Regions from separate parts of the Mus musculus genome. Here all the other regions are linked to region 6. A link is a contact called in public Hi-C, HiChIP or PLAC-seq and promoter capture Hi-C data. All regions are on one chromosome and are shown on one strand. Each heading gives the region's core, a stretch centred on a gene start, on an enhancer-like site or on the middle of the called end of the contact. The rest is flanking DNA. Distances are from core to core; before and after follow the strand shown.

What was found. Promoter capture Hi-C pulls out the DNA fragments that hold promoters and counts their contacts. A called contact is a pair of places that touch in the nucleus more often than the background predicts. HiChIP or PLAC-seq counts read pairs in DNA pulled down with a chosen protein or histone mark. Capture Hi-C pulls out chosen DNA fragments and counts their contacts.
Region 1: a contact with region 6 is called in an H3K27ac HiChIP or PLAC-seq map of acute myeloid leukemia, with 5 times the contacts expected there. The contact joins the enhancer-like site here to the promoter of Aldh8a1 in region 6. A contact is called at or near these places in 10 of 39 promoter capture datasets (the C10 cell line, the HPC-7 cell line, embryonic stem cells and 4 more), 1 of 15 datasets of contacts at CTCF or cohesin (pro-B cells), 7 of 484 Hi-C or Micro-C datasets (the F1.1 cell line, the G1E-ER4 cell line, the HPC-7 cell line and 4 more), 3 of 115 datasets of contacts at active chromatin or transcription factors (acute myeloid leukemia and embryonic stem cells) and 2 of 9 other capture datasets (embryonic stem cells and macrophages).
Region 2: a FOXA1 HiChIP or PLAC-seq map of pancreatic cancer cells shows a contact between it and region 6. The contact joins the enhancer-like site here to the promoter of Aldh8a1 in region 6. A contact is called at or near these places in 19 of 39 promoter capture datasets (the 3T3-L1 cell line, the C10 cell line, the HPC-7 cell line and 11 more), 3 of 484 Hi-C or Micro-C datasets (the G1E-ER4 cell line and embryonic fibroblasts), 7 of 115 datasets of contacts at active chromatin or transcription factors (the NIH/3T3 cell line, embryonic stem cells, extraembryonic endoderm stem cells and 2 more) and 2 of 9 other capture datasets (adipose tissue and embryonic stem cells).
Region 3: a contact with region 6 is called in a FOXA1 HiChIP or PLAC-seq map of pancreatic cancer cells. The contact joins the enhancer-like site here to the promoter of Aldh8a1 in region 6. A contact is called at or near these places in 15 of 39 promoter capture datasets (the 3T3-L1 cell line, the C10 cell line, the HPC-7 cell line and 7 more), 1 of 15 datasets of contacts at CTCF or cohesin (the NIH/3T3 cell line), 4 of 484 Hi-C or Micro-C datasets (the NIH/3T3 cell line, embryonic fibroblasts and embryonic stem cells), 2 of 115 datasets of contacts at active chromatin or transcription factors (embryonic fibroblasts and pancreatic cancer cells) and 1 of 9 other capture datasets (embryonic stem cells).
Region 4: a contact with region 6 is called in a promoter capture Hi-C map of adipose tissue, with 4 times the contacts expected there. The contact joins the promoter of Platr6 here to the promoter of Aldh8a1 in region 6. A contact is called at or near these places in 6 of 39 promoter capture datasets (the 3T3-L1 cell line, HPC-7-derived erythroid cells, embryonic stem cells and 2 more), 2 of 484 Hi-C or Micro-C datasets (the AML12 cell line and the G1E-ER4 cell line), 4 of 115 datasets of contacts at active chromatin or transcription factors (embryonic stem cells and pancreatic cancer cells) and 3 of 9 other capture datasets (adipose tissue, embryonic stem cells and liver).
Region 5: a contact with region 6 is called in a Hi-C map of the G1E-ER4 cell line, with 6 times the contacts expected there. The contact joins the enhancer-like site here to the promoter of Aldh8a1 in region 6. A contact is called at or near these places in 12 of 39 promoter capture datasets (the 3T3-L1 cell line, the C10 cell line, the HPC-7 cell line and 5 more), 3 of 15 datasets of contacts at CTCF or cohesin (the G1E-ER4 cell line, large pre-B cells and pro-B cells), 9 of 484 Hi-C or Micro-C datasets (the F1.1 cell line, the G1E-ER4 cell line, the HPC-7 cell line and 3 more), 1 of 115 datasets of contacts at active chromatin or transcription factors (acute myeloid leukemia) and 3 of 9 other capture datasets (embryonic stem cells, liver and macrophages).
Region 7: a promoter capture Hi-C map of embryonic stem cells shows a contact between it and region 6, with 9 times the contacts expected there. The contact joins the enhancer-like site here to the promoter of Aldh8a1 in region 6. A contact is called at or near these places in 9 of 39 promoter capture datasets (the C10 cell line, the HPC-7 cell line, embryonic stem cells and 3 more) and 1 of 9 other capture datasets (pancreatic islet).

Annotation. Positions count from the first base shown.
Region 1 is chr10:20,991,778-20,994,539 of GRCm38.p6, reverse strand. All of the region lies in intron 15 of Ahi1 (Abelson helper integration site 1), which reads right to left. Among named protein-coding and RNA genes, the nearest start is that of Ahi1, 41 kb to the right of the region's middle. Within about 2 kb of position 1,434, at least 27 of the 459 cell types and tissues checked have an H3K27ac peak or open chromatin away from gene starts, as enhancers often do. A contact at or near this core is called in the G1E-ER4 cell line, the HPC-7 cell line, acute myeloid leukemia and 2 more, where this site is marked.
Region 2 is chr10:21,827,871-21,830,638 of GRCm38.p6, reverse strand. No RefSeq gene overlaps it. Among named protein-coding and RNA genes, the nearest start is that of Platr6, 29 kb to the left of the region's middle. Within about 2 kb of position 1,433, at least 70 of the 459 cell types and tissues checked have an H3K27ac peak or open chromatin away from gene starts, as enhancers often do. A contact at or near this core is called in the G1E-ER4 cell line, the NIH/3T3 cell line, embryonic fibroblasts and 4 more, where this site is marked.
Region 3 is chr10:21,808,307-21,811,081 of GRCm38.p6, reverse strand. No RefSeq gene overlaps it. Among named protein-coding and RNA genes, the nearest start is that of Platr6, 49 kb to the left of the region's middle. Within about 2 kb of position 1,316, at least 9 of the 459 cell types and tissues checked have an H3K27ac peak or open chromatin away from gene starts, as enhancers often do. A contact at or near this core is called in pancreatic cancer cells, where this site is marked.
Region 4 is chr10:21,856,890-21,859,589 of GRCm38.p6, reverse strand. It overlaps Platr6 (a long non-coding RNA gene), which reads left to right and starts at 1,352. Exons shown (of 5, transcript XR_001779731.1): 1 at 1,352-1,496.
Region 5 is chr10:20,968,072-20,970,798 of GRCm38.p6, reverse strand. It overlaps Ahi1 (Abelson helper integration site 1), which reads right to left. Exons shown (of 24, transcript NM_026203.3): 7 at 1,626-1,811. Among named protein-coding and RNA genes, the nearest start is that of Ahi1, 17 kb to the right of the region's middle. Within about 2 kb of position 1,253, at least 11 of the 459 cell types and tissues checked have an H3K27ac peak or open chromatin away from gene starts, as enhancers often do. A contact at or near this core is called in the G1E-ER4 cell line and hematopoietic stem and progenitor cells, where this site is marked.
Region 6 is chr10:21,376,028-21,378,727 of GRCm38.p6, reverse strand. Aldh8a1 (aldehyde dehydrogenase 8 family, member A1) reads right to left here and starts at 1,428. Exons shown (of 7, transcript NM_178713.4): 1 at 1,250-1,428. The coding sequence starts at 1,387.
Region 7 is chr10:21,025,766-21,028,465 of GRCm38.p6, reverse strand. All of the region lies in intron 18 of Ahi1 (Abelson helper integration site 1), which reads right to left. Among named protein-coding and RNA genes, the nearest start is that of Gm20149, 17 kb to the left of the region's middle. Within about 2 kb of position 1,440, at least 51 of the 459 cell types and tissues checked have an H3K27ac peak or open chromatin away from gene starts, as enhancers often do. A contact at or near this core is called in the HPC-7 cell line, embryonic stem cells and hematopoietic stem and progenitor cells, where this site is marked.

The sequences.
Region 1 (2,762 bases), core at 185-2,684, 380 kb after region 6:
TGGCCATGGCCTGCCTCTACTTCTCTACCTGAAGCCATAGACTGCCTCCTTTCATCTAGACTCGCAGTGCTGGAGCGATGGAATAAGGCCTTCCCCTAAGAGCCTCCTCTAATCTCCCTCAAGAAGGCCTTTTAGCGTTTCCAGCTGCCAGGCTGGACCAAAGACCGTCACATGCGTGGGAACTACCCAGTGCCTTCTACCCCTGCCCCTTCTCCCTTTGGCCTCAGGGCAGAATGAGCTGCCCGCAGTGCCCCCACCCATTCTCAGCTCTTCTGTAGTATCCAGCGATGTCCTGCGATGCCCCGGAGCTAGAACCTGTCGACCCTGGCTTCCTTGAGGCCCAGGGACCCCGGACTGCTCCCTCTCCATCCCCGCAGACTGGGGTTCCGTGGCTTCCCACAGCCAAACGCCCACCCGGGCAGCATGGAGAGTGCACGGCAGTTCCCCCGGTTCCCCGCATCTGTCCGCCTAGAGCCCCGGAGCTCTGGTGGGACGTGGGTCATTTCTCCCATCCCCTTTATTTCCCCACGACTGGCGCCCGACAATGGTGTAATTTTCTGAAAGGATGAAAATTATAATATCTGAATTGGACTTTTAATCACATATGGAAGACATTAAATGATACATACGCTGTGGGTATTAAATTTATATCACCTAGGTATTATCCTGTGAAGACATTAGTCAGGCAGCCTGAAGTCAAATGGTAGTTTTACCCACAACTCTGTGACCTTAGGAGAGTTACTTCATTCTGTGGTGCCTTGGTTTCATCATCCATTAATAGTGACAATAATGAGATTTTTTCTCAAGTATTTGGGAAGTATTCTATAAGAAAGTACTTGATCTTAGCTATGACTGCCACTGTTCTCAATAATCCCAAATTCACTAGTGGTGCCATCTTATATTTTCATAAAATTCAAGAAATAACTCTTGGGCTGGTGAGATGACTCAGCAGGTAAGAGTACTGACTGCTCTTCTGAAGGGCCTGAGTTCAAATTCGAGCAACCACATGGTGGCTCACAACCACTTGTAATGAGATCTAACGCCCTCTTCTGGGGTGTCTGAAGACAGCTATAGTGTACTTATGGATAATAATAAATCTTTTAAAAAAGAAAAAAGAAATAACTCTATTCTGTAAGAAGTTTAATTCTTAATGCAAACACACACTGCCAAAGTCTATGCTAAACACAGTGCCTTATAAACACTATAGGCAATTAGCAACTTGAGAGATGGGGTCTCTAGCCTTGGAAGCTCTGTGTACCCAAGGATGACCTAGAAGTCATGACCCTCCTGTCTCTACCTTCCAAATACTGGGATTCCATGCATGTGCCTCCATGCTTGCCTGTAACAGAATTTTATGAACTTAAATGTGTCTATGTCCCTGAACTATGGGAGAGCATGCCACACTGTGAAAAATAAAGCTACCAGCATGACAAAGCAGATCACCGGTCTATTTCTGACTAGATCGTTTCCAGATCACTGAATTCCAGTTCTAAAGTCCTTGTAGAAGTCATTGTAGAAATGGCTTTTAGTTTGACTAAAGGTTGTCGGGTGTGTAATCACCTCTGTAAACAGGAGAAAGGACCAGCAATGAGCAGGTAAACTGAGTCCAACCCTTGGGTTTACAGCTCAAGTGAGCCTGGTGCATAACAGGTGCTGGGAAAGGTCTGCACTGCCACAGAAAGGGACACTGCCACCTAGTGAGAACTCAGGCTCATTACCTGGGGTTAGCAATTTTAAGAGGTTGCCAAACAGACTTGACTCTACTTAACATACACAGTCATGTATGTCAGCATTCAGGCTAGGTGCTGATAATAAACAAATAAACAAGCCTACATCTTTGCTTCCTACAAGGTATAAAAATTCCACAAAAATTACATATTCCAGAGAAACTGATACTATAGAGAAAAGTTTTACCATTTGAAACCTAATATAGCAGGTCGTTTGCTAATAAATTTAGAAGGCAAATAAGAGTATAAATTTTGGCTGAGCGATAGTGGTGTATGCCTTTGATCTTAGACAGAGGCAGGTGGATCTTTGAGTTCCAGGGTAGACTGACCTATGGAGTGAGTTCCAAGATAGCCAGGGCTACAAAGAGAAGCCCTGCCTCAAATAAACAAAACAAAACAAAACACAAACAAACAAAACATAAACCAGTTCTCAGTGATTCAACTCCTAGATCCTGTAAAACTGTAAAAACACTTATGTCATAAAACCATAGTGAAAAATTTTAAACAGATATATTCATAGTGTTAATACATAGTGCTGTTAGGTACTAATAATTCTTAAATGTGCAAAAACATCCTAGAGACATAAGTAGACAAACACTGTTTAATAACAGAATATTTATTGCTAACGCCTGGCTTCATGGAGTTAATTCAGCAGAAACCGTTTCTCTGAGATGTACTTTGTTGTGGGAACCCTCGATGCACATTATTTGTGGTACGCGGTGACTAAACTTTGTATTACTAGATGATTAACCCTTTCAAAATCAGACAAATAAAACTGCCTTCTGAAAGTAAAAATTACACTTCTTACAAAAAAAAAGCAAAACTTCAGTAGAACGAGGGACTCAAAGACCACAAGCTGAACATGCGCTCAGCAGGAGAGACCCTTGCTGACTCTCACAGATTCTGCTGGGACGGAAAGACGGCTGATACATTTAGCTACCACTGTGGTCTCGCTTGGAGCTGATTTAACTTACAAAAAAAAAAAAAAAAAGAACTTGCTTCTTTTTCCTTGAATATTTCAGAAGCTATTTTAAA
Region 2 (2,768 bases), core at 184-2,683, 450 kb before region 6:
AAGAGTCTAGAAAAGTGCTTCCAAGAGAGTAGACACGCTAATGACATAATTCATTTATGTACGTACATACATCATAGCATTCTTTTATATTGACTGACACAAATCTGTATAAGATCATCTCCAAACAATAACTACATTACAAAAAAAAAAAAAAATGAGGGATTTCTGTTGTTTGTTCGATACTGAAGCGAAGTTCAGCCATGAGTCTCGGCTTTTGCCATGGAGGCAGAGTCCAGCTCTGGCCGCTTAGGCCCCTGTTCTCAGCACCCCTGTAACTTGGGGTTGATACCTTCATGCTGGAGCCACAATGCCTTAGGCGTTCCCTCTCCCAGTTACACGGATTTGTTGAAGACAGGGACTGTCTAACAATTCACGGCTCTGGTAAGTGATCCAAGGGCCACATCAAAGAGGCAGACTCAAGACTTTATGTGTGGGGTGAGGGACAGAGCTTTCCCTTGGTCCTTTCCAGGGCAGTGACAGTGGACTTTCCTCCTCAGACACAGGAAACATGAGCTTCCCCTCTGAGAGATAAACACAATTGGTCTAATTGAGGCTAACCTGGGATGTACAGTAGGAGGCCAGCCTTGGCTATACAGTGAGACTTCACACACACACACACACACACACACACACACACACACACACTTAAATATTCTTTTCTTTTTTAAAAGCAGGCCATGATACGACACACGGACATACTGCCAGCTCTGGGGGAAGGCAAAGGTGGGAGAATCCTTGCCAATTCCAGACCAGGCTGATCTGTGTAACAAGTCCCAGGACAGCCAGGACCACATAAAAACCATGTCTTCCTCACGCATAGCACCCAAACAGCACTGAGGAATCTGCCTCCTTGTTTAGAACCTTCAGTGTATCCAAGGGTACTTGGTATGAGGGCCAAAGGCTTCACCTGCCAATGAGACCCCAAGTGAGGCTGCTCTTGGCCTTTCTCTGCCTGTGGAGCCCTCTCCCTCTCGTGAGATCCATCTCTATTCATACCAGCTCTTCTTTGGCTCCTTGCCGCCACAGGGCCTTTACCCCGCTGTTGCTCCTGTCTGAATCACTACAGCCTTGGTGCCAGTCCTTCTGCTGGGGTTGGCTGCAGATGTCTTTTGTTTGGCTACGGAAGAATGATTTAGTTTGAATTGAAATGCCTTAAGGCCAGTAGATTCCTTCCGGCTGGCCTTGGGCTGTCAAATCTCTTACAGTCTTGCAGGTTAGATGAACAGGCTTGTGTCGCCCACCTGATCCCTTGAAGGAATTTGGATTACAATTCCTAGACTAATTAATTCCTACTAATGAATGGGTGGTCTGCAAAGATGCCACTTCCCGGAGGAAGGCCTCCTTTCATCCTCCCCCCAACCCCTCCTCCCGCTCCGCGCTTTCCTTTTATGTACAGCTGCAATCACTCAGAACTCACTGAGTCACCAGTGGTTGGAAGCTGCAAGCCCAGCCCAAAGGAAAGAAGCAAAAGGGCAGCAGCTATTGTTTGCTGTCCTCTGTGATCTGGTGCTCTGCACACAGAAGGCGCTCAATGGTTGCACTGGTGGATGATAGAGGGACAGCATTCCAACACTTAACTCTGTAAAGCACTGTGAAAGTCCTAAATGAGGATTATGGGAAATGTTTTTCTAGGCTTGGTAGAGTCTGGCCCTCCTCCCTTCCAGCAGACACTAGGTGATGCAGTCAAGCTTACAAAGTCGCTGCTTTTGAACTTGCTGAATAGAGTCCCATAGGACAGAAGGAACAGGGGCGGACAGGGCCCTGAGCTCCCCATTCTTGTCCAACACAGAGCAGCTCTGCCCCCAGCCCTCCTTGAAGCACGGCCTTACTTTCTACCCTAGGCGGAATCTTCTCTCTTTCATAATCGGCTTTTGTACAACATTATCTGAACAAAGCTTCCTCAGGCTGAAGCATGCCTGCCGTATTGATCGCCAGTCCCTGGTTTTGCACTTAGCTCTGCATGTGTGATCAATAAATGTTTGTTGGAGAATCCCTATGTATTGTAGCCTACTTGTAAGGGAACATATTTTCAAAGATGTGCTCTCCGCAGCCCAGGATGGCCTCCAAATTGCCATGTAGCATAGGCTGCCCTGAGCTTCTGACCCTCCTTTCCTGCCTCCCTCATTATAGGTGTATTATAGGATTCTAGGTGTGAGCCACCGGCCTGGATCCCACTTAGTTTTTATAATTAGGTTAGAAAAAATATAGATTAGGCCTATTTGCCTTATGTACTGAAATACCTCATTGTATCTTACCAGCTTTTTATAGTGTGTGATGCATATTCTTACCCTCTGAAGATTATGCACTTGTTTAGTTATTATTTTTTCCTTAGCTATGCTACTTTCTGTTCATTAACAAACCTCCTTTAGAAAAGAAGCAAAGGCAATAAGAATATGAGAGAGCTACTTCGATTTGCTTAATTTTCCATCTTATGTATTATTTATTCAACCACAAACTATGTTTTTAAAATCTCTCATGTCTCCCAAATATCAGGCACTATGTTACTTTTATTGTATTGAATTTATTAATGATTTATCATACACATAGCATTATGGATGGGATTAGGAATTGTACCTTGAGTTCAGGACTTTTTTTTTTTTTTGGAACAGCACACTTTAATTTTTGGAGTAATTTTGAAAAACTTATAGTTATTTAAATTTAAACCTTTTTAAGTTGCCATATTATCATAAAAATCAAAATATTAAGGAGTTGCAAAGGATCTAAATTCCACCATTTGTGACTGGGGAGCAAAGGAGTGCTCCCCAGTG
Region 3 (2,775 bases), core at 67-2,566, 430 kb before region 6:
TCGATGCAGTCTTCACATGGGTCCTGAGAATCCAGACTCAGGTGCTTTGCCAAGTGAGCCATGGTCCCAGGCCAAGGTCTGCTCTTTTAAGTTTAAGATAAAAACTTCTACTTTTTTTTTTGACCACTTACTTACTCTTCCTGAACCATTAAGACATGTGTAAAAGTCTGAAAGTAATACATACCCTTTTCTCAGACTCATGAGAATTAAAGCACAACATGCTAAAAACCATGTCCTGCACAGCCTTTCCTAAGGTTACTAACACAGGTCTTCAGGCCATCCTACATACCTGTTAGTATGAGCATCTTAGTCTAAGGCAAGTTTACACATTGAGATATGCCTATATCCTCTCACCCAGCAACTTTTCTGAATTGTTGACAATGTACGGGGCGTGCTAGGTGTTTATATTTAGACTAGAACACTCGTCTGATATCCTGAATGTTTTCATGGAACGCTGATCAACTCGGTGCTTGGTTTTAATAAAACAGCTATGATGTAGCCAAGGATAAAGGAACCAGCACCAGTAAGGATGTCTCAGCAACATCTGCAGTCTTGAAGGGAACAGTTGAAGACTGAGGGGTCCTGGGGATCCACTGCATTTCATTCTGAATAACAGAGCAATCTAGGGGTAAGGCACATTCAGTGAGTGTCAGTGAGGTAGCTAGTGTGATCTCTCTTTATCTGCACTCCAGCAGGGATGCCTACAGAGGCACATTGTAGAACCACGTGGAATTAGTCCCGAGATTCCATGGAGTGCGGCTATTCAGAGAACTGTATCTAGCTCTGAACGAATCCTGAAGTGTCCTGGGCCATTTGCTTTAACTGGCTGATGACTCCAGAGACTTGTACATTTCTAGTTCCATTCTTGGAAGCTTTTGGCATAAAATGTCTTTAGCTAAATTTAGCCTTTCCCACTTTAACCAAAGTCCAGTGGTTTTTGTTCATTGGTTTGTTCTGTTTTGTTTCTGTAATAGAGTGTGAAGAAAGCACACAGCTAACTTGTTTCCCCAGAGTTTCTCTGTGTTGCTCAGGATGTCCTGAAACTCACTCTGTAGACCAGGCTGGCCTTGAACTCAGAGATCCACCTGCCTCTGCCTCCTGAGTGCTAAGATTTAAAGCATGCACCACCACCACCTGGCCCCAGAACCTTAAGTGACATCTGGCATCACAAAAGTCCGGGGGTCTGCTCTGTGTTTCTCATCAGCACAGACAGGCCAGGCCTGGCCATTTATGAACTGGTCTGTGGGAAGAGGAAGAAAATAGCCTTGGTCAGACTACAGCTCCCATCCAAGGGAAAGACGCAGATCCATCACAATTACCACACTGCTTAACCCTAAGCAGCCAAAAATAGGAAGGAGACGTGGTAGTGTGTCTGCGAGACTGATACCACAAAGTGAGATTTAGCCTGACGTCACGACAACAAGCAAATAAAGGCAGCTCTGGGGCAAATTAAATTAATTGCACAAACACCAGGATGAGTCATTCAAATACCAGAAGGAATTTTGATCTTAAAATAACCTCTTTTTTTTTCACATTAAGTTTTCTTTTGACGGAGTAGGGTCAGACTAAAATTGCAGCGGTCTCCCTGTGTCACCTTAAGGAAAACTAAAGTTCACATGCTACTCCATATGCCTGTTGGTAGAAAGTAGTTTTATTCTCGAGTCACATTTCATATGATCATGAAGTAAACCGCTGACCCCAAAAGCTGATGCCGCTTTAGGAGAGGGTGAGGTTGGGGTGGTCTCTCTCAGTCTGTGTGTGTGAAGCTCTGTAATGGCTGCTCTCAGCCTTCCGTATGCTTCTACCCTTTAACACAGTTCCTCATGCTGTGGTGACCCCCAGCCATAGAATCATTTCCATTGACACTTCATAACTATAACCTGGCTACTGTTATGAGTCATGATGTACATATCTGATATGGGACCCAAAGGGTCAAGACCCACAGGTTGAGAAGCACTGCTCAAGAGAATGACCAGCCTGGGACAGAGGTGCAGGATACCAGTGTCGCCTTGCCCTTCCTTCTGAACCCAGGAGGCAGAACAACAATGCTAACAAAGAAGAATTGTGCCAACTGATGTGTTTATAAAAAGATAAAGAGGTATAAGACATGTTCTATTGGGGTGTGCCTCAGTGGGCACATACCAAGGCATCCCTTTGCCCTGAGAGACCAGCCATACGACAGTATAGTATAGAATAGAATTTATTCAGGGCATGGGGAGGGGAGCTAAGAGGGTAGTAGAGGCAGAGACAGGGAGAGGAAAGGAGGAAGGGGAGGGGGAGGTGGGAGGGGGAAGGGGAAAGGGAGAGAGAGAGGGAAAGGGAGGGAGAGGGGAGGGGAGGGGAGGGAAGGGGAGGGGAGGGGAGGGGAGAGAAGAGAAGAGAAGAGAAGAGAAGAGAAGAGAAGAGAAGAGAAGAGAAGAGAAGAGAAGAGAAGAGAAGAGAAGAGAAGAGAGGCTGACCATGGACACCTGGAGAGAGGGGGAAGGGAAGATCCTAACAGGGCAAGAGAGAAGCAAGAGGGAAGCAGAGTAAAAGGGGGAGGAAGGGGGCAAGCAGCCCCTTTTATAGTGGGTCAGGCACATCTGGCTGTTGCCAGGTAACTGTGGGGGGATGTTTAGACAGAAGGCTAACACCAACAGTAACTGAATTTGTAACATGAATATAGGGACAGAATTTTGTTTCTCATCCTAGAAAAGGCCCTAGGCCCTGTCCTTACATCAGCTTCACTGAGGCTAGCTTTGGCAGGAGCCCTAAGAAGCTGGTCCTTTGATTATC
Region 4 (2,700 bases), core at 103-2,602, 480 kb before region 6:
GGGGTCAGAACGGCAGAGCAAAGGCGCTGAGCTGATTTATAGGAGGTAAAAGCCGGAATTAGGACAGCCAGTGATACAAGATGGACCTAAGTATACTCTTCACTTAAGATTATGTACCGAACTCACTTTTGCCAGCCCTGAGAAGGCTGGGTCTGGACGATTGTGATGTCTGGGCCAGCCTGGGCTACATAGCAAAGGTTTGGTGTGAGGAGGGATAGGAAGAGGAATAAACAAAAGTAGAAACAGGGAGTCTTCACCTGGGGCCATATTCCTGGTACCATTAGGAAACTGTCTGAATCCTTTTTATTCGAAGAGTTAAAACTATCATTTTAGTCTGTACTTCAAGGAAAGCAAAGCACACCAAAGAGAAAAACTGTCACCCTGACTCTAATCCAAGTTTATAGTACCCCGCCATCTCCCCTGTCCCCCTTTGCAAACTAATCCTTATCTTTTAGTTAAATTAGCAGTCACCGTGACTAGTATGTTTAAAACTTGGGTAAGTCTCATAGTGGGCTCCGCAGGAATTCTGTTTTCACCAGCACCCTTTTTTCCTAGAAGCCCTCTCTGTGTGTTTCTGTGTGTCCTGGACAGATTCAAACCGTAGGCCAGCATAAACCTTCCCATCCCAGACCCTCTTTATCTCTATTTCCTCATCAGTCAGAGGAGGGCAGCTTCTTCTTTTAAAGCCCTTGGTAGGGCTAATGGAGTTGGTCTATGTGAAAACCATTAAAAGCTGTCATCATTGTCATGGTTTGCTTTGTTTACTTTGAGATTTCATCTACTAGCCAAGGATGACCTTGACCTTTTGGCCCTTTTCCTGCTTCCCGAGTGCAAGCATTAACTCTCCTGCTTTTATGGGGTGTTAGGGACTGAATGCAGGGTCTTACGCATGCCAAGGACGCTTTCTACCGGACAAGCTGCAAGCCGAGTGAGCTCTTATCATGGTTTATGAGCCACTCAAGCCTTGAGTCGAAGGTTCAATACAGCTTGTCTTGGCATTTTTTTTTTTTCCTGAAAAACCCAGGTAGGGAGGATACTGATGGACCCAAGTCCATCTTGGCAAACCGATGAAACTACTGGGTTTACTTGCAGAAACATAGGGTAGCTAAAGGCAGCAGTTACATCACTGCAGAGTCCCACCCCCAGCACAGACTTATGGAAAGCTATTCCACTGATGATTCCCTTAGCAAACCCATAGGCAACCACACCACCAAAGAGTCCCAGGCAGGCAATTATTTACCTCATGTAAAGCAGGCAGTGGAGCGGGGGTGGGGGGTGGGAGGTGGGGGCAGGAATAGAAGGGCCTTGGATCCCTATCTACCTCTCCTCTCCCTCTGTGATTGACAGGGGAATTCACTGGGCCTGGTCTCCGGAGAGCTTCCTGCCAATGAAAACTGCTCCAATCAAGATGGAAACAGTAATGTTAAACTCAAAAGAAACGTCCACACCATTGAGCTGCACACCAGATTGGAGGCATTATTTCAAACAGATTGCAGGTAGGCACTCTGCACAGGGTAAGAAAAGTTGATACTTCATAGCTGTGCAGCGTGTTGTCCCAGAGCAAGCACTAAAGTTATAGTGCACAGGCTGTGGGCAGTGTGCCGGGTTTATGCAAGGCTATGTCCAGAACCAACAGGCCTCACACTGTGCCAAAGGCCCGGGACAAGCTCAGTGGTGTCAGAGCTTCTGGTCCCTGGGGACTGCAGCGGAGCCTGGAAGGGGCTGAGCATCCTGCCGCTGTCCCAAGCTGGTGGTGCCTGCCCTGCCCTTTCCTGGCTGGGTGCAGACGTGCTGGCCTCTGTGCGCTCAGGGCAGGCGCCAGGGCGGAGCACGAGAGGACTTCTTGGATGCCTCCTCCCTCAGAAACAAATTCCAGTGCCTGACTGCAGATTGCATGAATCCTCACAAAGTACTGTACCTATTCAGCCTTAGGAAAAAGTTCTTGTTTGATATCAGAAGCTAAGGGGGGTCAGGCCTGATACTTAGATGGGGAAATGGTTGAGAACTCTGGGAGCAAAAGATGCATACAAGGCCTGCAATGCTTTCCTTTCTGGCTAGTAGCCAGATGCTCAGGTGTGTGCTATCAGGAGGGTTGTCTGTGGTAATAGCCCTGAAAAGGAGACACTGGGATACTTCTTTCCCCACCCCACCCCCAAACTGTGTGAATTTATTGACTGCACTGAAAGGCAAATGATGTATGGCAAAATCATTTTTTAAAGTTAGAATTTGATAGGAAACCCGTTATCGACAGGCTGTTTAAAAGGTGCCTTCTAGTATTCAAGCAGAGGATAGGTTCCTCAAAAGATGATTACAATCTTTAGTATATTTGAGCAAAGACTTGTTGACTAGCCAAAGCACCATGCTCATCCTGAAGTGGGCATAGATGCTTGTGAAGGGGTCTGGCTTGTCCTCAGAGTATCCCTGAAGTGATTCCAGGTCAGGCTGGTAGAAGGCAGCAAACAAATGCTCTCAAAGAATAAATGTTAGCCAGCTATCATGGCTCACATAAGTCATCCCAAGGCCAGCCTGGGCTCCATAGTGAAACCCATTTCAAACAACAACAAAATCAAACTATAAATATACTGAAGGGAAGAGCAGAGACAGTGAGGGCAGAGAGGAATCCAGGCTGAGCATGGGAAGGAGGCTAGGCTGGGCTGGGCTGGGCTGGGCTGGGCTGGGCTGAGCCTCCATGGATAAGTG
Region 5 (2,727 bases), core at 4-2,503, 410 kb after region 6:
TTAAACATGTGCACAAACACACACAAGCCATGGCACACTTGTGGGAACTGGCTCACTCCTGTCATGGGGTCAAGTGGAGGTCACGAGGCTTGTCACAGCTGATTCTCCTTCTTATTGTTTTTACAGTACTGTGACAGAGCCTGGTGTGGTGGCACACACCTTTAATCCCAGCACTCAGTTGCAGGAGGCAGGGGCATCTCTGAGAGTTTTAGGACAGCGTGATTTGGCCTACAGAATGAGTTACAGGACAGCTAGACTACACAGTGAAACCCTGTCTTGGACAAAACAAAATATAATGAAAATACTGAAAAATGGTATGGAAACTTTTCAAAATACAGCCAGATTTTGTTTTCATTTGTATAATACTTTAAGTAAATAAAAGCTATTTGAACTATGCTTCTATAATCACAAAGCTTTAAAAGTTTGGAAAAAAAAATAGTAGACTCCAATAGTAAAAATGGCTATACTTCTTACTGTTATTACATTATTTGTTCTAGTTTTGAGAGAGTGTCACAGGTAGCTCAGGCTGCCTCGACCTTGCTGTGTATGAAGTGGGCTTTGTGTTCTCTAATCCACTTCCCACGTGCTAGGGTAACAGGCTTGTAGCCACACCCGGATGCACAAAGTGTTTTTGATAGCTGTCCCCTGTGTCTACCTCTTCACAAATACCTGCCTAGTTCTATGCTATGGCTCTGATAGAACATGATATTGCTGGCTTAGATACAATCACAAAACTAATATAAAAAAATCTGAGATTAAAGAACAATCTATCTCATGCCTTTAATCCCAGTAAGGCAGAGGCAGAGGCAGGTGGATTTCTGAGTTCGAGGCCAGCCTGGTCTACAGAGTGAACTCCAGGACAGTCAGGGCTACACAGAGAAACCCTGTCTCGGAAAAACCAAAACCAAAACCAAAACCAAAACAAAAAAAAGACCAATCTATCCCCTGATATATTTTATTTAACTCCATTTAGACGAATGGAAATCAGCTCTGTGCTCACAGCACATGACAGCAGCTGTGGAATGTGAAGCTCACCTGAAAGGTTAATATTAAAAAGACAAAAGCTTCATCTTCGGATCCTTCATGATGAGATCATTCGTAATGTTTATCGGAAGGCAGCAGCAGTACAGATGCGATCTACTGCTGCTTATCTGAATGACTCCAGTGTGAAGAATGCAACCCAGAGGTCTGCAAGGACAGCCCATGTGCGACATCTGCTCCATTACTGTTACAGATAAAGATATCCTGCACACATGAAGGCCTTCTGTCTTACTGTTTCTATGGCTGCTCTCTCACCTGAGGGGGAGTAGCTGTAGCCTGCAGAGTCTGGCTCAAGGCCTACACTGTATTTCTTGCCCTTTATAATAAAAGGTTTCCCAGGACCAACTTTTCATCTTTTTATTTTTAACTACAAAATATGAAAGTTTGCCAAAAGAGGTTTTTTAAACAATGAAGTCTACTTTAAAACTTAAAGTTCATCTAACTATCAACTGTTATAAACTTAATGTGTAACCAAAAAATCTGTTAAAATAATTCTGAGAACTGAGATTTTTAAACATGGAAAATACATTATGCCATCCTTAATTTCAACTGAGGAGATACATTTATAGACACTATTAACTTACACAGTCCGGGACTTTCAATCCTCGTACGGTTACATACAATGTTGATGGATAACGATTTCTTGGACACTTGGACCACCATTCAAAAACCTCGACGACATTTAGCTGGGATCGAGGCTTAGTCGGTGGGTAGTAGAGCTGCAGGCGAAGTTTTGAGTTGATGTTTGCATTCCCATTGGCTCCCAGAAGCTTAAAGTAAGAATTTGTGTAAATTATTAGCTTTTCTGAAAGGGTGAGATTTGTTAGGTTTCTGAAGAAAAAGGCAGATGAGCCTAGGGGTTAGGCACTCTGGGCTTCTTTGACAAGTGGCTTTACCAACATTGCCTACAAGCACTCTTTTCCGCATAAGTGACTGCAGACTGTGCAAGTACTTACACTGTGGTACCAGGAGGCGCGCTGCAGAAACAATGAGGACAGCACACACTTGTCTGAGCTAATCCTGGGAAGGAGTAATATACACATCACTGAGCACAGGCGTGCTTCCCACTTGTCAGTCATCTCCTGCGGTCTTCCATATGCTCCGCAAGTGTCTGCTACTACAGATGCGTCCCTAGCGTTGCCCTCCTCCTTTCCACTGGAAGGTAGCCTACCCAGACTCAACTCTGGAGCTCAAGCAGGTCTTGTGCTTGTGGCTACCCTGCCTCAGCCTCCGCAGTAGCTGGAGCTCCAAGACTACATTCATAGTTTTCATGGATAAAATAATATGTTTTACAGTCTTTAAGACTCGAAATCATTCTAAGATAAGTTAATTCTAACTGTCCACTTCATTTTTCAATATTTTAGTCTACCTTCTTTGAAAGGTCTATTGAAAAAGCCAATTAAACAAAAACCAAGATAAGCAGATTGATGGAGATTCTTAGGAAAAAGTTTAAAATCTGAGCAGTTCAGATGAGCTTTTTGTCCCTACTTAATGGGTGAAGAGGAAATGTTGCAGAGAGTGAGTGCTGTGTACACTGTGAATTCGGAGTGGAACGTGACATCCCTTTGTAGTTCAGTGATTACAGTATAGCAGCTCAGCGGTTACGGGCGGCCAGAAGCGGAAACACAGGCGTTAAGTGCAGGGCACTAAGTAGCTACTGTTGACTGACATGACTTGGAGAGACAG
Region 6 (2,700 bases), core at 179-2,678:
TCTACAGGTTGTACTATCTCAGTTTGCACTGCATGCAAGCAAGCGCGCTCGAGCAAGCACGCACACACACACACACACACACACTCACACAGGCCCAAAATTCGGCACATATCTTGTAAAATCAACAAAGACACAGCTTTTGTGGAACCCAAAATATTTGCAAACTGGATTGCTGAGAAAATAAAACATACATATTACTGGAAAAGCAAAAGCAAATATGTTTTATTCTATTTCCTGAAGAAGTGCCAGCCGGTACCACACTCCACCTGCATCTCCTCACTTTGGAAACACCAGGAGATGGAGAAGAGAAGCCTTGGTCTCATGCAGTTTGGGTCATTGGAAGCAAGCAAAATTGCTGGTTACAATGTAACTAACAAGTTACCCAATATTCTTAAACTTTAGTACAGAGTCTAAAGTTGTTTTTTTCCTCTAGAAGACAGATTTAAAATTTACCAGTGAAGAAAAAAAGTTGAATTTTTGAAGAAAAAACTTGGCATATAAGATATATTTATATAGGAAGATTGGAATTATATTATAATCGAGTTGTTTGTGCCTTGAAAAGAATAAACAATGGGCGGTTTGCATTTGGTAACCACACACACATCAGTCACTCAGCACACCAAACATTTTTTATTCTCAGTGCAATAATTCATAACATTAAATATATCTCAAGCATTTTACAAAATTCCCCAAGTGACTTAATTCTTCATAACTAGAAAAGAAAGAAAAAGGAAAGAGAAAGGGACATGAACCCTCATTTTTTAAGTTGTTAAGTTTAATGAAATGACATGAGAGTTTAATTTTCAGCTTCATTACTCAAATAACTGGCTTTATTAGACTGGGTATTCTCAGAGATATGAGGAACTATCAGATGATGGTCTAAAATAAAGTACTGGGCTTTTGTTTTGTTCCCAATTTAAGTTTTCAAGATTTATTTTTATAAACCCATGGAGCCAGTGGGCACTTTGTAGAGAGAAGGATGCATTTCATATCGTAAGAGTTCTCTATAACTATTACAATCTGTCTGAGAATTACAAACATTAAAACCACTGTTCCCACAGCTAACAACTTTCTCTTGAACATAGTAAACTCAGAGCCATTCCAGCTCAGACCAGTCCATTCATATGATAAACTACCTTATAAAATGCTACATTTTCCTTCATCCTCTCCCCTTTAGTTTTAGAAAATGGTTGTCTACAATTTGTCAACACAGTAAATACGTTTTAGTTTCCCAAGTGAATAGACTTACCTCTTCTTTCCCACTGTTTGGAACTTTGCAATAAACTTCCCCTGTTGATGGATCGTAAGAATCTATATATGAGTTACAGGGTAAAAACTTCCCACCTATAAAGTTCTCCAACATCAAAAGTTCCCTTTTTCCAGCCATGTTAGGAAAGTGCCCTCTGTGTACAGCAGCCCTCTGTGACTGCCCTCAGGACTTTGGACACCCTCATCTCACCCCCAGGCCCAGTGTCCTCATTTGCATATCCGAACCTGGGAGGAGGAGACCCGCTGCGCTTCAGAACTTTCCTGATTCCAAACTCGGATGGTTCTTGAAGGCAACTCATGGTCCATTCTGAGAAATGGGCACTGCATTAAACTAACATCAAGTTACATATGTACAATGTCTTCAGATTGTCCTTTCATATCAACTGTGTGTGTGTGTGTGTGTGTGTGTGTGTGTGAGATGATTTTATCGGCACTGCACCATAAGTGCCCACTGTTTAAACACGAAGTGCAAAGCATAAAGAAAATTGGCTCCACAGAATATTGTCCCATGCAGCAATCCTTACTTCCTCCTTTCTAGGGAAGGCATTGAGCCTCTGGAAGGTTACACAATGTGGCCAAGGTCACACATGAACACTCAAGTACTGACAGGAAATGAGAAGAAACTTTAGCTACATTTACACCTAACAGCCTGTGAGTCCATCTCAGGAGGATGCATCCATGTCCCTGTAGGGACTGGCCACAGGAGCAAGGGAGCCGTCTTCACTACCCGGCAATGCCGTGGTTTGAACGCTCAGAATTCGGGCACGTTTAACCCTCCAGTGGCAGTGTTTAAGTGGGCACTCCTGGAGTTAAGGTGCTGCTCACGGCCTCGGTGGTGCCTTCGAAACAGGCTATGGGTCATTTGTGCCTTCTGCCGCAGGAGCACAGCTGCCCTGCCTGGTGAGGAAGTGGCAGAGGCAGGGGATATTTACCATACACAATCTCCTCACACCAACATCATGGGCTTCCCAGTCTCCAGAACAACAAGAATTCAGGTTCTCTCAAGTGATCGATTTTCAGTTATTCTGTCACAGCTGAACAGACCAGCACATGGCCTCTGAGAGGACAGGACACACCACCGTTCACTCTGCTGAGGCTCCATGGATAACCAAACTCTCTTGTGCATCATAGCGCTTGTTTTGTATTTTGCAAGTAACCCTCTGAAGGTCTTGTTCCTTCTGTTCTCCATGTTGCTATCTCCCCATCCTTCCTGTACTTCACGTCTCCACCTACTGACGGCTGTCTGTCGTCTTTGGCGTCCCATTTTCACCACAGTGCATTTGGTGAGAATTTGTTCTTAACCGTGACTGGAAGAGGCTGCTTTTCTACCACTGGCTTTGTCTTTCACCAGTTGTGGAAATGTTTTGGCTGCTGTATTGCTGTGTTTCCATTCTCTGTATTTCTACCTTGTAGAATGTTTAAAATGTAAAG
Region 7 (2,700 bases), core at 191-2,690, 350 kb after region 6:
CCATTTGTAGAATCAGAATGGTTGCTACAAACACTGGTGGGAAATGCTAGCAGTGCCGGCTGCACAAGGCTGGGAGGGGGGAGGGGAGGGGAGGCTCTCACCGCAAAGCATCATGGGAGCTGCGAGCAGTGAACGAGTGGCCTGAGGACAAGGCTGTACTCATTTTCTTTAAAAAAACACGCAGTAAGTTTATTATCAGAAAAGAAAGTAAAGAACAACTTGTCCTAAATTTGAGTACTTTGAAATGAATTCTAATATTAATTTATATGCCTTATTATGTGAAAATATGCGAAGTTGTCAACTTCATTTGAAAACTATAAAGATGGTAAAATGCAATCAATGGTTGAAGAAAGCCTATTAAGACAGTGAAAGTCTTGTTCTCATGTCAACATGACTCAGCCATTTTACCAGAGCCTCCTCTCCTTGCTCCTCTCACCCCGCCTTGAGTGAACCAAAGTCCCCTCTCTTCCTCCCTGGAGGCACAGTGCTAACTCACAGGCACGGAGCACTTTGGCCTGATTGATTATTCAGTCCTCCGCTTCAGCTGATGGAACGGAAGAGGTTTTGCCGCCTAACAGTTTTAGTCAGTACACCTACAAAGCTCTCTTTTGAAATAATACCCATGGATCATTTGAGGAAGAATTCAGACGAGATTCCTGAAGTGTGCGTCATTGAACACAGGGCTTTGTTTCCCTTTCTAAAATGTAGTGGAAAATTAGAGAACTTTACATATTTTTATTTGAAAAGTAAATATTACTTTTCATCTCTAATATAAAAAAGACCACTCAAGGCCATAGCTTATGTACAGACTAAATTCTCTCTGCTAACTGCTACTAGACTCTCATGCTCTGACCTAACTGATAGAAGTAGGAGATAAACACAATTTCTGTGAAAGTTGCTGGCCAAGCTAGCCTCAAACTCCCTCCTGATCTTTAGCTCCGGATCCTCCTGCCTCTGCCTCCGGAGTGTAGAATTTACAAACGCTTTCTTTTAGTAATAGTGTCAGAGTCATGTTGATAAAAGATCCTAAACTCTTAACTAAGGAAGTTTGTAATTAAGAGCATTACTCACATCCAATTAAAGCAACAATCCTTTACCAAATGATTTTCTTGGGATCAGATATAGACTTGAGTAGAAGTAGACAGAAGAGAACTGAAGTCTATACAGTACCCACAGGCCATGCACAGTGTTAAAATTAAGGTTTGAGTTCCTAAGTCACACGAGTGATATTTCATGTACTCAACATTCACATGAGGCTCAGGGGCTACAATAATGGACTGCGCACAACTGGAGCTCAGGAAAGATGACTAGGATAAGTCTAAGACATCAGACAGTCACTGCTACCTGAGTACCAAAGATGCTGGCATATGCAGGGGAAGAAAGAGCAGAGCTGTGGGGGAACAGTCTATTTAAGCCTGTCAGGGACCAGGAAGCATCTAGCATAAGGAAAGAAAGAGGACTGACTCGCAAGATAAGAAAAAACCCAACAGAGTGTGGTGTCCAGGAAACCACGCATTAGGAAGTAACCAGATGTATTCAAAGCTGGTGATCGGTCAAGGAAGATAAGGAGAAGAACTGGCCACTGGCATTAGCAGCTGCGAGGGCCACTGGTAAGCTTGAAAAGAATATATTAGAAATGTTAAACTTTCATACAATGGAAAATGTCTAGGAACATGTAGGGACAGACTTTCCTTTGGAGTGTGTGAGGTCGTTCATGTGGATGTCATCTTTGCTATGATAAAAGCTATGAACCTGTAACCAGCACATCTGGTCGAAGTCAAACTGAAAGAACCCTGGGATAAATAAAGATTCGAAGGTTAGAAAAAAAGCCAAGTAGGCTGAAAGCCCTAAATAACAGGGGTTTGCCCAGCACTTCTCCTGGGGGCAGCCAGGAGAAGCAGAAGCAGTCTCCAAAAGTAACACTGGAAGAGCGAAGGCTGCTAGCGTGCAGCCCCAGCCAGCTGTTCTCACTTTGGCAAGTGTCCTGACATAGTTTTCTTGTTTATCCTAAATATAAACTGCACATTGTTTGTCCTAGCCACAAATGTAAAGTTTTAATAAGTATGCGTGGGCAAATGAATGAGTGAGATTACAGCTGTCCACACATTAGAATAGGTAAGTCATACAACTAGTCCTTCATCTTTAGAAATTTACAACAAATAAAGAAAAGCCATTGGCATGAAGAAAAACACAGAAGCGAATAAAAGCAACCGAAGACAGGAAACCTCCGAACAGAAACTCTGGAAGTCTTAGCAGGATGCAATGCACCCACCCACGGCACAGAACGATGAGAAGTTATCAGAGAGAACCGGGCAACCCATCAGCTGTGAGGCAGAACACAGAACCAGAGAGCTCTGCGGAAGGTTAACAACAGAAAGGCTGGCGGTGTCAAAGGTGAATCTAAAGCCTTCCCAGGAAGACTGGCAGTGAGTCACAGAAGCTCTGAGGACCCCACACCCACTCACAGCAACGTTGTCATGGCAATCAGTGTCCCACTACACAACTGTGAGACAGAACATCTCCTGTCAGATTGGTTGTTATATTTACTTCTGTCACATATGTAGTAGCTCTGTTATACCTGCCCTAGCCTTCCAATTTTACATTTGAACTTCCCATTCAAGATGTTATAGTCTGATAGTTCCACAAATCTCCAGAGTATAAACAGGACAAATCAAGAACTGATTAACACACCAACTAGAA